2 separate regions of the Mus musculus genome follow, and region 2 is linked to region 1. Evidence: chromatin contacts called from public HiChIP or PLAC-seq data. All regions are on one chromosome and are shown on one strand. Each heading gives the region's core, a stretch centred on a gene start, on an enhancer-like site or on the middle of the called end of the contact. The rest is flanking DNA. Distances are from core to core; before and after follow the strand shown. Region 1 overlaps Gm34455 (a long non-coding RNA gene). Region 2 overlaps Ergic1 (endoplasmic reticulum-golgi intermediate compartment (ERGIC) 1).

The links. HiChIP or PLAC-seq counts read pairs in DNA pulled down with a chosen protein or histone mark.
Region 2: a contact with region 1 is called in an H3K27ac HiChIP or PLAC-seq map of the HPC-7 cell line, with 7 times the contacts expected there. The contact joins two enhancer-like sites. A contact is called at or near these places in 12 of 39 promoter capture datasets (the C10 cell line, the HPC-7 cell line, cranial neural crest and 7 more), 1 of 15 datasets of contacts at CTCF or cohesin (the NIH/3T3 cell line), 6 of 484 Hi-C or Micro-C datasets (bone marrow-derived macrophages, embryonic fibroblasts, fetal liver and 3 more), 9 of 115 datasets of contacts at active chromatin or transcription factors (the HPC-7 cell line, T-cell acute lymphoblastic leukemia, double positive thymocytes and 4 more) and 3 of 9 other capture datasets (adipose tissue, liver and pancreatic islet).

What each region holds. Positions count from the first base shown.
Region 1 is chr17:26,479,203-26,485,072 of GRCm38.p6, reverse strand. All of the region lies in intron 1 of Gm34455 (a long non-coding RNA gene), which reads left to right. Among named protein-coding and RNA genes, the nearest start is that of Gm34455, 22 kb to the left of the region's middle. Within about 2 kb of position 3,927, at least 13 of the 459 cell types and tissues checked have an H3K27ac peak or open chromatin away from gene starts, as enhancers often do. A contact at or near this core is called in the HPC-7 cell line, where this site is marked.
Region 2 is chr17:26,613,278-26,618,357 of GRCm38.p6, reverse strand. Ergic1 (endoplasmic reticulum-golgi intermediate compartment (ERGIC) 1) reads right to left here. Exons shown (of 10, transcript NM_026170.3): 3 at 3,930-4,002. Among named protein-coding and RNA genes, the nearest start is that of Gm41553, 26 kb to the left of the region's middle. Within about 2 kb of position 1,472, at least 58 of the 459 cell types and tissues checked have an H3K27ac peak or open chromatin away from gene starts, as enhancers often do. A contact at or near this core is called in the HPC-7 cell line, where this site is marked.

The DNA.
Region 1 (5,870 bases), core at 2,678-5,177:
CAGGCTGGAGACAGGCAGCAACCAGCAACCTGGGGCTTCTGGGGTACAGCGTGAGTCTTGAGAAAAGCTACTTTGCAGGATAGGCTCAAGACTGTTGAAAAATAGAAATACCGTTGGCAAGCCAGAGCCACCACTGGATTGTGAAACTGGCTTCTCGGCGGGCTCCTCCTCGGAGAGGGGGAATTCTCTAATTTCTTTATTTTGGGTTTTATAACAGCTTCAATGAAACAGTCACATGCCACATAATTTGCCCATGTAAAATGCAAGATGTGGTGGCTTTCCATGTGTTCACAGCTGTACTTACCCACCTGTTAGTGATTACTCTGCTTTTCCCACGCCAACCCTGTCCACATCACGCTCCTGGCCTTAGACAGGGGAATCTACCCTCCCTCTCTGCGGCTTGCCTATTTTGGACCTTTCATAGAAATAGACTTAATAATATGTGGTCTTTGGGGGTGGGTTTCCTCTTGTGTCCAAGCTTCATGGTATAGTATGCGTCAGCACTTTCTTGATAAATCATTATTTGTTATTAGTAATAGAATGGTAATACTCTATTACGTGGCTACGCACACACTGTTCCTCTCTGACTGATGCCACCCCTGGGCTCTTTCCACTTGGGCTCTGATGAATCACTCTGCCATGACTGTTCATGTTCAAGTCTTCATGTAGTTTTGTGTTCTCGTTTCCCTTGGTTGTACACCTGTACACCTAGGAGTCAACTTTTAAGTTTCTTTTTAAAAGGAACCCCTCCCCCAGTCAAAATCTGTGCCGTGCTGAGTGGATTGAAACGCCAGCATGGTCATGCTAGAACACGTGACTTTGGTGAAAGCAACGGCTGGGCCTGGAACATGCTAGAAGCTCAGTCAACAGAGGTCCAGATGTTCATTCTGGTGTTCTCAGTGAAAGGTCCAGGGTAGAAATGTCCTGACAGCAAATTTCTCTCCTTCACTCCTTCATTCACCCACAGGTGCGGTAGGCTGCCTCAGGTACTTAGGTGTTGTTTGGGTGTCCTAGACACAGATGGAGAATCCCTAGTCACCCCGCACATCAGGAGCTCAGTTTAGAGGAGAAGTCAGACATGAGACCCTTGTTATAATCCTGAAGGAAGCAATGACATCCTTTCCCCTTACTCTGGGCATTTCCTTCTTGAGATTCCTCATATGTGATGTCTCTCATTCCCAGGACAAGGGTGACAGTAGGGAAAATACTGTCTCTTCAGGGGGACCTTGAACCTTCAAAGCCCATTCTTGGAGTTTCCTCCTCCTCTCTTTTATATATTGAGGACTTCACTCATTTCAGGAATAAAAAGCCCTGTGCCCACTGTCCTTTCTCATTGATCTATTTCCCATAGTCCCATGGTGGTCCTGAGTTCTGTCCAAGTAGAGCTTGGAGCCTAGATTGCAGACATGAACAAAGTTGTTCTATCAACCTTGACCTGGCAGGCAGACCACAGTGCTGTTGGCAACTCAGGGCAGGTATCATGGGCACCAGAGACACCCTAAGGGTCCTGTATGGGAATGCAGCTCTGTGTTAACACACACATGGGGCACACTGCTCATTTACTCCCAGCATGCTCTCTGCTCACAGTTGCAGAGGCATCTTTATCTTTAAAGGGAGTGTTTATATACTCGTCCTGAAATATGTGTTCTTTCTCAAATTGCAACTCTTTGTTTGTTTGTTTGTTTGTTTTTGTTTTTTCGAAACAGGGTTTCTCTGTGTAGCTCTGGCTGTCCTGGAACTCACTTTGTAGACCAGGCTGGCCTCGAACTCAGAAATTCACCTGCCTCTGCCTCCCGAGTGCTGGGATTAAAGGCGTGTGCCACCACACCCGGCAAATTCCAACTCTTTACACAAGGACACACAGAGCTTCCTGGTCTCTCAGGACAGTCCACTGAGAGAATCTGAGGTACCGTATCTTTGGATGAATAGGGACAACTGGGAGCCTTTTCTGTCATTCCGGCTTACTCATGATTTCTTATTTGAATACAGGTGCTTCACACACGTGGGTGATTCTTAGTCACAAGTCATGTTCTGTTCCACCTAGATTACGTGTGCAAATTTATATAAATACTTTTGCTTTTCAATATTAAAACTAAGGTATTTTAAGATCAGGTGTTGGGACACATACCTTTAGTTCTAGCACGAAGGAAGCCGAGGCAGGCAGGACTCTTGAATTCAAGACCACCCTAGTGTACATAGTGAGTTCCTGGACAGCCAGGGTTACATAGTGAGAACTTGTCTCAAGAAAACAACTAGATCCAAATAAATAAACCTGGGTCTTCCTTCCTTGTGATTTGATAGTAGTTCATCTCCAGTGGAGAAAATTTATGAAAATAAATCTAAACACAGCTAGCTTGAGGCAGGAGCTGCTGCACACTGCAGTCTCTCTATCGAATCATCCCTGATGTCTGTTATGTCATGCTTTTCTCTAGGAGATGCGGTTGTCTGTGGATGCATAATGCTGTGGGAAGGGGCTGGGGCTCAATAGGAGGAAGCGGCTCTGGAACACACCTTCTGCCTGGGAGAAGCCTCCCTTACTCTACTGGGCTGTGGTAAAGCCAGTGTCAGGGAGGCTTCTAGAGGATGGGCTGAGCCCAGAACCTGCTTGTTCGTACCCTTGGCCTGGGTACGAACGGAGGAGCAGATGTGTGAGCTCTGGCAGGAGGAAGGTGGGGCTGCCCACCCCTGCACAGGTTCTAAGTCAGGAACTGGATCTGCTATGTCAAGTGACAGTGGGAAATCTGTGTGGCCTGGTTACCTCTGCAGTGACTGTGGTTGGGTTGGGGTGCGAAGCCGCTAATACTTACCTCCTGCCGGCCCTCTTTCCCCAGCATCTCTGAGATGCAAAAGAACTTGCCAGAGTTCAATCATCACCAGGTACTTGAATCTGCCACCCCAGCCTGGGAAGGAGTTTTGCTCCATGAGTAGTGGTGGAATATGTCCCCTTCAACATGGAGAAGGCAGCAATTATGGATGAATCCTGTGAAGATTCTCATGGAGCCTCTATGACAGTTCCCACAGGTGATGCCATTGTCTCCACTATAGGGCGGTAAAAAGGAAGGCTGGGGACAGAGGGTGACCCTTTTCAGGCCTCACGGGATCAAGAGTAGTCAGGACATTCTGTGTGCTGGTATGAAGTATTCTGCCTGGCCCAGTTTCCCAGGCCCCTCCTCATTGTGCTGGCCCCTCCTAATCCAGAGGACATAGAATTCAGAACTGGAGGTAAAATGAGGTTGGGTCTGGATCCTAGGCTCCTTTATCATGTGTGAGTGCATCCATGCGTGCATGCATATGTGGGTGGGTGTGTGCAACATACATGTGTGTGAGCAACTGGCCATATTTGTCACTATGTACAGAAATGAACTTAGTACTTGGTACACAGCAAAAACTTTCAGAGTAAAAAACATTAAAGAAACTGAGTCATTAAAGAAACTGTAATAAGAAGCAACTTAATAAGAGAGAGGCTACTCCAACAGGAGGCTCCTTAGAGGGACATGCATCACTTGTCCCAGAATTCCCTGCTCCAGCCTCACCAGGAACTGCTCTGTTTTCCTAGGACCTGCCCAGGAGCAGGGCTGAGTCTTGCTTCTGGGATCTGGTGCTCTGTGTGTCTGGAGTCCACACTTACCACTTAGTCTTGGCCCCCAAAGCTTCTCCCTTCCATCTTCCTATCAGAGCCTCACTGAGGGCTTCCTTCAGCCCTCAGTCCCAACCCATGAGCCGCCCTCACTCCCTGCTCTCCCCTCCCCACCAGAAGATGCTTGCTACATCCCCACCACTGCCTCGCCCAGCTGGGACCCTGGGCTCTCCAGCCCTCTAACACTCCTTGGCCACTCTCTCAGGCTTCCCTGCCCACCTCTGGGCAGGGTACAGAGGCTCCTGATTCTTGCCCTTCCCAAGTTGCTCCCAGGGCCAGGTACTTCCTCTTCCAGGTCGTTACCCAGAGATCAGTGCGGCCTGCCCCACAGCTTCCTCTTCACCCTAAGTCTCCTCTTTAGCCCCATTTCTCCTTAGTTTCACCTTAGCATGCTTCCTGACACCTGACATAATTTTATAACTTGTTTGTAAAATATGTAAACCAATTATATATAAAGTGTGAGTTACTGCCCTTCCTTATACATTGTAAGCCATGAGAGAAGGAAGGAGGGAGGGAAAGGAAGGGAGTCATGGAAGGAGAAAATCAAGAATGGAAGAAGAGGGGAGGGAGAGAGGGAAATGGAGAGATTTGGCTAGGTGGGAACTGAAGATAGGCCATCCTGGGCTACTGAAGATAGGCCACCCTGGGCTACTGAAGTTAGGCCATCCTGGGCTACTGAAGATAGACCATCCTGAGCTCCAGGCCCTTTGGTTGCCAGAGATGATTTTCTAGGCATTAGGCCATTTGGAGACTTCTATCTGTCTGCCCTTGAGGAATAGAGTCTCTGGGACAGATGTGTGGAGCCTTTTGTGGTCAATGGAGGTCAAAGCCCCTTCCTTCACTGGACAGTTCCCCTGGATCTGCAGTGCTGTTCCCTTCTGAAGGATGCAGAGGGAAGGGTGCTTTCCAGAATGGGCCCTTCTAATGGGTTGTTGGGACAAGACTGCTGAGAACTTGGACCCAGAGGGAAAACAGACCCTCTTCCTGACACAGCCTTTGAGGCATGGGATTGCCAGGAACAGGACCCTGGCCTTGTTCTGACAACCCTTTCCTGTCATCAGGCACTCTAGTCTCCTGTGGGGACAGAGAATGAAGGCAGGCTGTTCCTAGCAGGGATGAGGAGCACCTGTCTGTCCCATGGATTCAGGGCCTGTTTGATTCACTCAATGCAGCTCACAGGGGACAGAACCCGAGGTCCTTGGTCCCCAGGCTCCTAGCTGAGGTAGCCCTTACTGCCATAGACAGCCTGGGTACCTAACCCTGCTCCCTGCTCCTGCTCCCCACCACTGCTCCTCACCACTGTGTGTTCCTTCCTTGGTGCCAGTTCTCACAGTATAGTCCACACCACCACCAAGGGCCGTACTCAAGCCCAACTGATTCAGGAGCTCTAAAGTGAGCCTGGTGTTCTGTGTTCAATCTTGGGTATTCTCAATACTTCCGGGATGAAGTTGGAGGGTCCTGACAGGCTTTGTGGGCCTTCCCCTTTGGCCCTGTGTGTTGTGAGCTATCAGCCAGTTTCCCCATCAGACACAGCTGTGATGCATGCCTTGGGTCTGTTGTCTAGCACTCCTCCAGGCAAGCAGCCAGGGCAGATGGTGCAGAATGCTCTGACGGTCAGAGGCTCAAAGGCTGGCCTCTGGCTGTGTGAACCCCAAACCCACCTGTGTTCTCCGGTCTCCAGGGAGGGTGGCCATGCGTCTGGGCAGCTGTGAGGATGGCACGAGATCACCTGTGCAAAGTGCTCACACTGGGTCTTGGCAAACTCCTGGGGACAGGGCTTCAGAAGTCTGAGTTTCTCCGATTTTAGAGGAAAACTCATTTCTTACCCATACACAGTGAGGTACTCCCATAAATTAGCGTGCTAATAATTTTATACTGCAATGTATGGACATACAAAAGTAGAAGAAACAGGCTACCCACACAAGCCTCTTAAACTTCACCCAGAGGGGATGGGGAGCTATGGAGGACCCTAAGGCAGGGGCATGGCATGGTTTGGTGGATGTTGTATAATGATGTCCAGATCCACGCATACTTCAGAATCCCTTGGGAGGCTGGTTAAACATATGCTGCCCCCTAACTCCATGATTGCTTGTACCCCACTCAACATGGTAAAGGAGGTGTGGTCACAACCTCACTTTACAGGGACAGACTAGCTGGTGCTCAAAGAGACAGGACCTCACTGCTAGTGAGCGGCCCGGCCAGTGGCCTGACTAAGGTCCTAGGGTGAAATCAG
Region 2 (5,080 bases), core at 223-2,722, 140 kb before region 1:
GCTCTGTGCCCAGGAGCCTTTAAACCTCCCATCGCTAAGGGTGAGGATGTTCTTGGTGACAGTCTAATCCCAACCAGCTACAACTGAGACTCAGTTCAGGGGTGCTGGGCGGGATGGCGCCCCCCACTCTTCTCTTGGATAAACTCCTAGTTTCCCCAATTTTGGCTCAGTACAGGGATGTTTTAGGAACCAACTCAAGGTAACCTCCAAGCTCCTGCTTCCTGAAGTGGCCTCTTCTAGTTTGCCACCTAATTCTACAGGGGAATCTTGAGTCTCCCAGTCCATAGGTTTGAAGTTTAATTTTAATGTACTATCACTAATGAGCGTATGTGTGACGTGTGTGAGTACGCACATGGAGGTCAGGGGACAAGTTTGTGGAGTGGAGTAGGTCCCAGGGACCCAACTCAGGCCATCAAGCTTGTATAAGAACAAGCTCTGCCTGCTGAAGCTTCTGTCCCTAACCATCAATAACTTTTACCCAAAAGCTGTGGCTTTCATGACTTGAGGCTTTAAAACATGCCCCGCAGAGACACGGGAGGGATGACGGGGTAGGGTGCCCACGCTGTAGGTGTGCACAGGTCCTGGGCTTAGACTCTGCTCTCCCTTGCCCCTTTTATGAACCTTACAGGTTTTTAGCTTCTTGGTGCCCCAGTTTCCTCCACAAACTTCAAGGGGTTTTATAAAATGTTGAGGCAATCATTGGAAGATGCTAACCTGGGCATATGAGACTAGCATTACAATACCTAGAAAGCACCAAAAGAGATATTATGTTAAAACTGAATCCCATGGGACACCTTCTTTCCCCATTGTCACCAGCCTGGCCAAAGCTTGGGTTGGAAGTCAAGCACACAAACAAACCCACCTCCCTCTAACTCTATGGGGCCAGAAGGAGCACCTCACGTCACTGGCAGCCACAGGCCAGGGCTGCGCCATGACCTCGTTTCCTTGAGTTATGAACATCTTCATGGCAAGAGGGGATCCCCTGGCCCTCTGTGGGAGCAAAGTCATCAGACAGGACCAGTGGCCTCCCGAAAGAGAATGAACCCCTCTTCAGTTTCCCCCTAACCTATATGCTTCCCAGGCAGGGCTGCCTCCATAGAGAAAACCTATATGCTTCCCAGGCAGGGCTGCCTCCATAGAGAAAACCTATATGCTTTCCAGGCAGGGCTGCCTCCATAGAGAAAGGGGCCCAATGGGGGCAAAGCAAACATTTCCAGGCTGTAGTGTTAAGTCTTGGGCCTGCCTGGACCCCTGACAAGTCAGTACCATGGTAAGGAAGCACAAGAAGGGAGGGACATTAGGCTCCCACCAACAGCAACAAGTAGCCAGCGGGCCAGGCTTGAGACTCTTCAGCCCTCTTCCTTCCTCCTGGGACCACAGCATCCAGGAGGTAGGAAGAGGAAGTCCCTGCACAGGGAGGGGTATGATGGGGAACACACTGTACTCTGACAGCCCTGCCCTAGGTAAACAGTGGGCAAAGTCTACTGTCTGGGCTTGCTTGAGTGGCCCAGTCTGCTACACAGCCTTTGCAGGCCCAAGCTCTGACAACAAAGGTCACTTGGGATGTGGCCATGCCTCAGTGCTGAAGGCATGCCTTCACTGGGCTGAGCTGACTAAGGCTTCCTCAAGTGTTACGGGGGAAACACAGAGGCACCAAGAGACACAGTCTGTCAGGTGACAATGTCCACAGGCTTTGGGTTAAGTACTCTTTACCCAGACCATCCCGTTTAATCTTGAGAAAGCACCAGGCCCGTCCTGTGTCCTCCCTCTCCCAGCCTCACTATCTCGATCCACCTCATAATACTGTCCCACTACTCCCCTGTGGTATTGCAATGACATATTAGATGTTCAAGTAAGATGAAGACAGTTTGAAGTAGATAGAGGAAGACTGTGAGTGGTGACATCCAACTGTGTGTGATTCCAGTCCTCAGGAGGACAGCCTGGGCTACGTAGTAAGACCTGGTAAGACTCTGTCACAGAAAGCAAAACTACAAAACCAAAAGGCTGGAGAGAAGAGATGGTTCAGCGGTTAAGAGCACTGGCTGCTCGAGCAGAGAACCCAGGTTCACTTCCCAGTATCCCTTGGAGCCTCCCAACCCTCTGTAACTCCAGTGCTGAGGGATTCGATACCCTCTTTTCTAGACGCTGAAGGCACCATGTATGCACATAGTGTATGCACATACCGTGTATGCACATAGTGTATGCACATACCGTGTATGCACATAGTGTATGCACATACCGTGTATGCACATAGTGTATGCACATACCGTGTATGCACATAGTGCACAGAAATACATGCGGATAAGCATTCATATGCATGAAATAAAAACAAATCTCTTACAGAAAAAAATAAAATGTACATAAGAGGATTATATGTAGCTTTATGTAGATGATATGTATATTTATGCAAATCTCCTATTGTACTGAAATATTGGGACCTCTGAAGTGAGGGTCCCAGAAACGAATTCCCAAAGGTAACTATAGTTAGTTAGAATAACTGCAGTATATTTTGCTTGTGTCCACAGCCAGCAGACACAGAGGCACTGTAGTGAGAGAGCAGCTTTAGGAGCACACAGCCAAAGCCCAAAGCCATAGGACACAGAGAGGATGCTCCCCATGGTCACAGTCACTTGTTGGGGACTGTGGGGGGACTTCTGATGATCCCTACATGGTCTGTTATCATGGAAAGCACCAGAGCTGGAAGTGGAGTTGAAGTCTGATCTACTCTCACTTCTTTGACTCAGAGAGGTTCAGGAACTTGTCAGGGTAACACAGCCAAGTAGTATCCTGATTCTGGGTCTTCTAATGTCTTATTGTTCTCTCCACAGGCCCATGAAACTCCCTGGGTTAAAAGTGTCAGAGCCGGGTGTGGTGGTGCACGCCTTTAATCCCAGCACTTGGGAGGCAGAGGCATTCGGATTTCTGAGTTCGAGGCTAGCCTGGTTTACAAAGTGAGTTCCAGGACAGCCAGGGCTACACAGAGAAACCCTGTCTCAAAAAACCAAAAACCAAAAAAAAAAAAAAAAAAAAAAAAAAAAACCAAACCAGTGTCAGAGTGACAGCAGGGCAGATGCTCCCACATCAGTGACAGGTGGGCAGCTACATCCAGATGTGAGCTAAGACCAGGTGAACCCAGCTTCTCAGAACTCAGGAGCCACCTCACTTGATCACTGTGGGCAAGTACTGCTACTTCATATAACTTCAGTTTCCCCATAAAAAAGGGGCTGTTTGGTGACAAAGGTAATAAGATCCAGCTGCAGCCATGACGCCGGTTTTTAGCTTCCTATTGTCTCATGGCTGAGAAGGAAGCAAAGGAAACCAAGACATTCCAAGAGTAGAAAGAGAAAATTCCAAGGCTGGGCAGAAGAGAAGGGGGTGCCAGGGCCCAGCCCCATGACAGTTCCACAAACTGTAAACACAGCTACAAAGAGGCTTTGAAGCATGAGGTCAGGACCCGACGCAGGAGGGTTACCAGGCTGGGGATGACAACTAATTCTGGAATCAGGGATGGATGACTGTGGTATTAGATGCCAGGAAACCCATGCTGACTCCTGAACGTGGGCCTGAGAAACGAGAGGGGCTTCCAGGAGGACCACCTTGCCCTCTGTGAGGAAGCTACCTGGGTTGTCTGAGCACCTTCCAGCTACAACATCAAAGGACTCATGGAAACCCACTGGCCAAACTCGGGGCCAGTGGTGATGAGTGGGTGATTCTACTCTGCCTGTGAACCTGGGCATCCCAGGCCCGAAGGAATGTGAATGGTATTCACAGAGTGAGGCTCAGTTTGGCTTTGAGCTCAAAGCCCTTTTATGATGTCACATGCTTGGAAATAGAAGCAAGCCGGTTGCAAGGCTTCCATCCCTTCCCAAATCGCCCCCTCTTCTCATCTGGACCCCAGCAAGACAGCTGCCCCAGAGAAAATAACTTACACTTCTGTTGTGATGAATCCAGTGAGCTCCGACAGGAAGAGGAAGAGGATGAAGAGGCAGCAGCAGATGGAGACTGTGGGAAACACAGACAGTGTTAGGGGTGCAGGATGCTCCACACGGGAGGCCAGTCCCCACTGCCCTCCTGCTACCCTGGAGGAAAGCTGCTTAGAGGCACCAGCATACATACAGGGTGAGGGTGCCTCTGCAGAGATCATCAAGGCGCCCTCTTATTCACTGCCTCACTGGGATCCCTTCTTACTTTATGGCCTCAGTGTGATTTCCCCAGAAAGTGGCCACTGGCCCGGCCCCGTGGTCAGACTGGCCTCCTCACACAGGCAATGGGCCCTGCTCAACTCCTCAAGATCTCTTTGATGCAGAGGTTGCCCTGGAAGAGGACTGCATGCTGGTGGGCAAGGTGCTTTGCCTGCTTGAATGCCGTGCACGCTAGAATCCCAGATCCACACTGAACATCTGGGAGATCCTATGTGACCGCCTGACTTCTCTCACTGAACATCTGGGAGATCCCATGTGACCGCCTGACTTCTCTCACTGAACATCTGGGAGATCCCATGTGACCACCTGACTTCTCTCTCACATTAGTGAACCAAAGACTGAACTTGGCACAGCTTGCCACAGGTCTGGCCCTCTCTGTCTGTAGCCAGCGTCCATCTTGGGAGTTGTCAGCTTTACAACAGGGTGAGAGTGGGCTCCCTCACCAGAAACCATACGGCAGTTTGGCCTCTCTTCCCAGGTTACTGACAGGCACGGTCCTGTCCTGCTGCTGGCCAGTGGCAGAGGGCCATTGCTCCTGGTCAGCATGCGGTCTCCATAGGGACAGCCAGCACAGCACCAGGCCGAGCTGAGGTGTGCCACACACTGGAATGGACTTCCATTTCTATTTCTGCTCTTTTGAACTAACAGCAGCATTGCTGTGACACAGGGCTGTAGATAACAGTGGAAAAGCATCTCCATCCATGTCCATCTGTCTGTCTGCCGCCTGTCTAATTTCCTATCTGTCTTCAGGGAAGGAAGGACAATCATTTTTGAGCACCTACTATTTATATGCCCAGGGTGGTACATTAACAAACTACCCCACCATGACACCATGGTGCCAGCCTGATGGTGGCTCTGGGGTAGAAACGCAGGCTGAG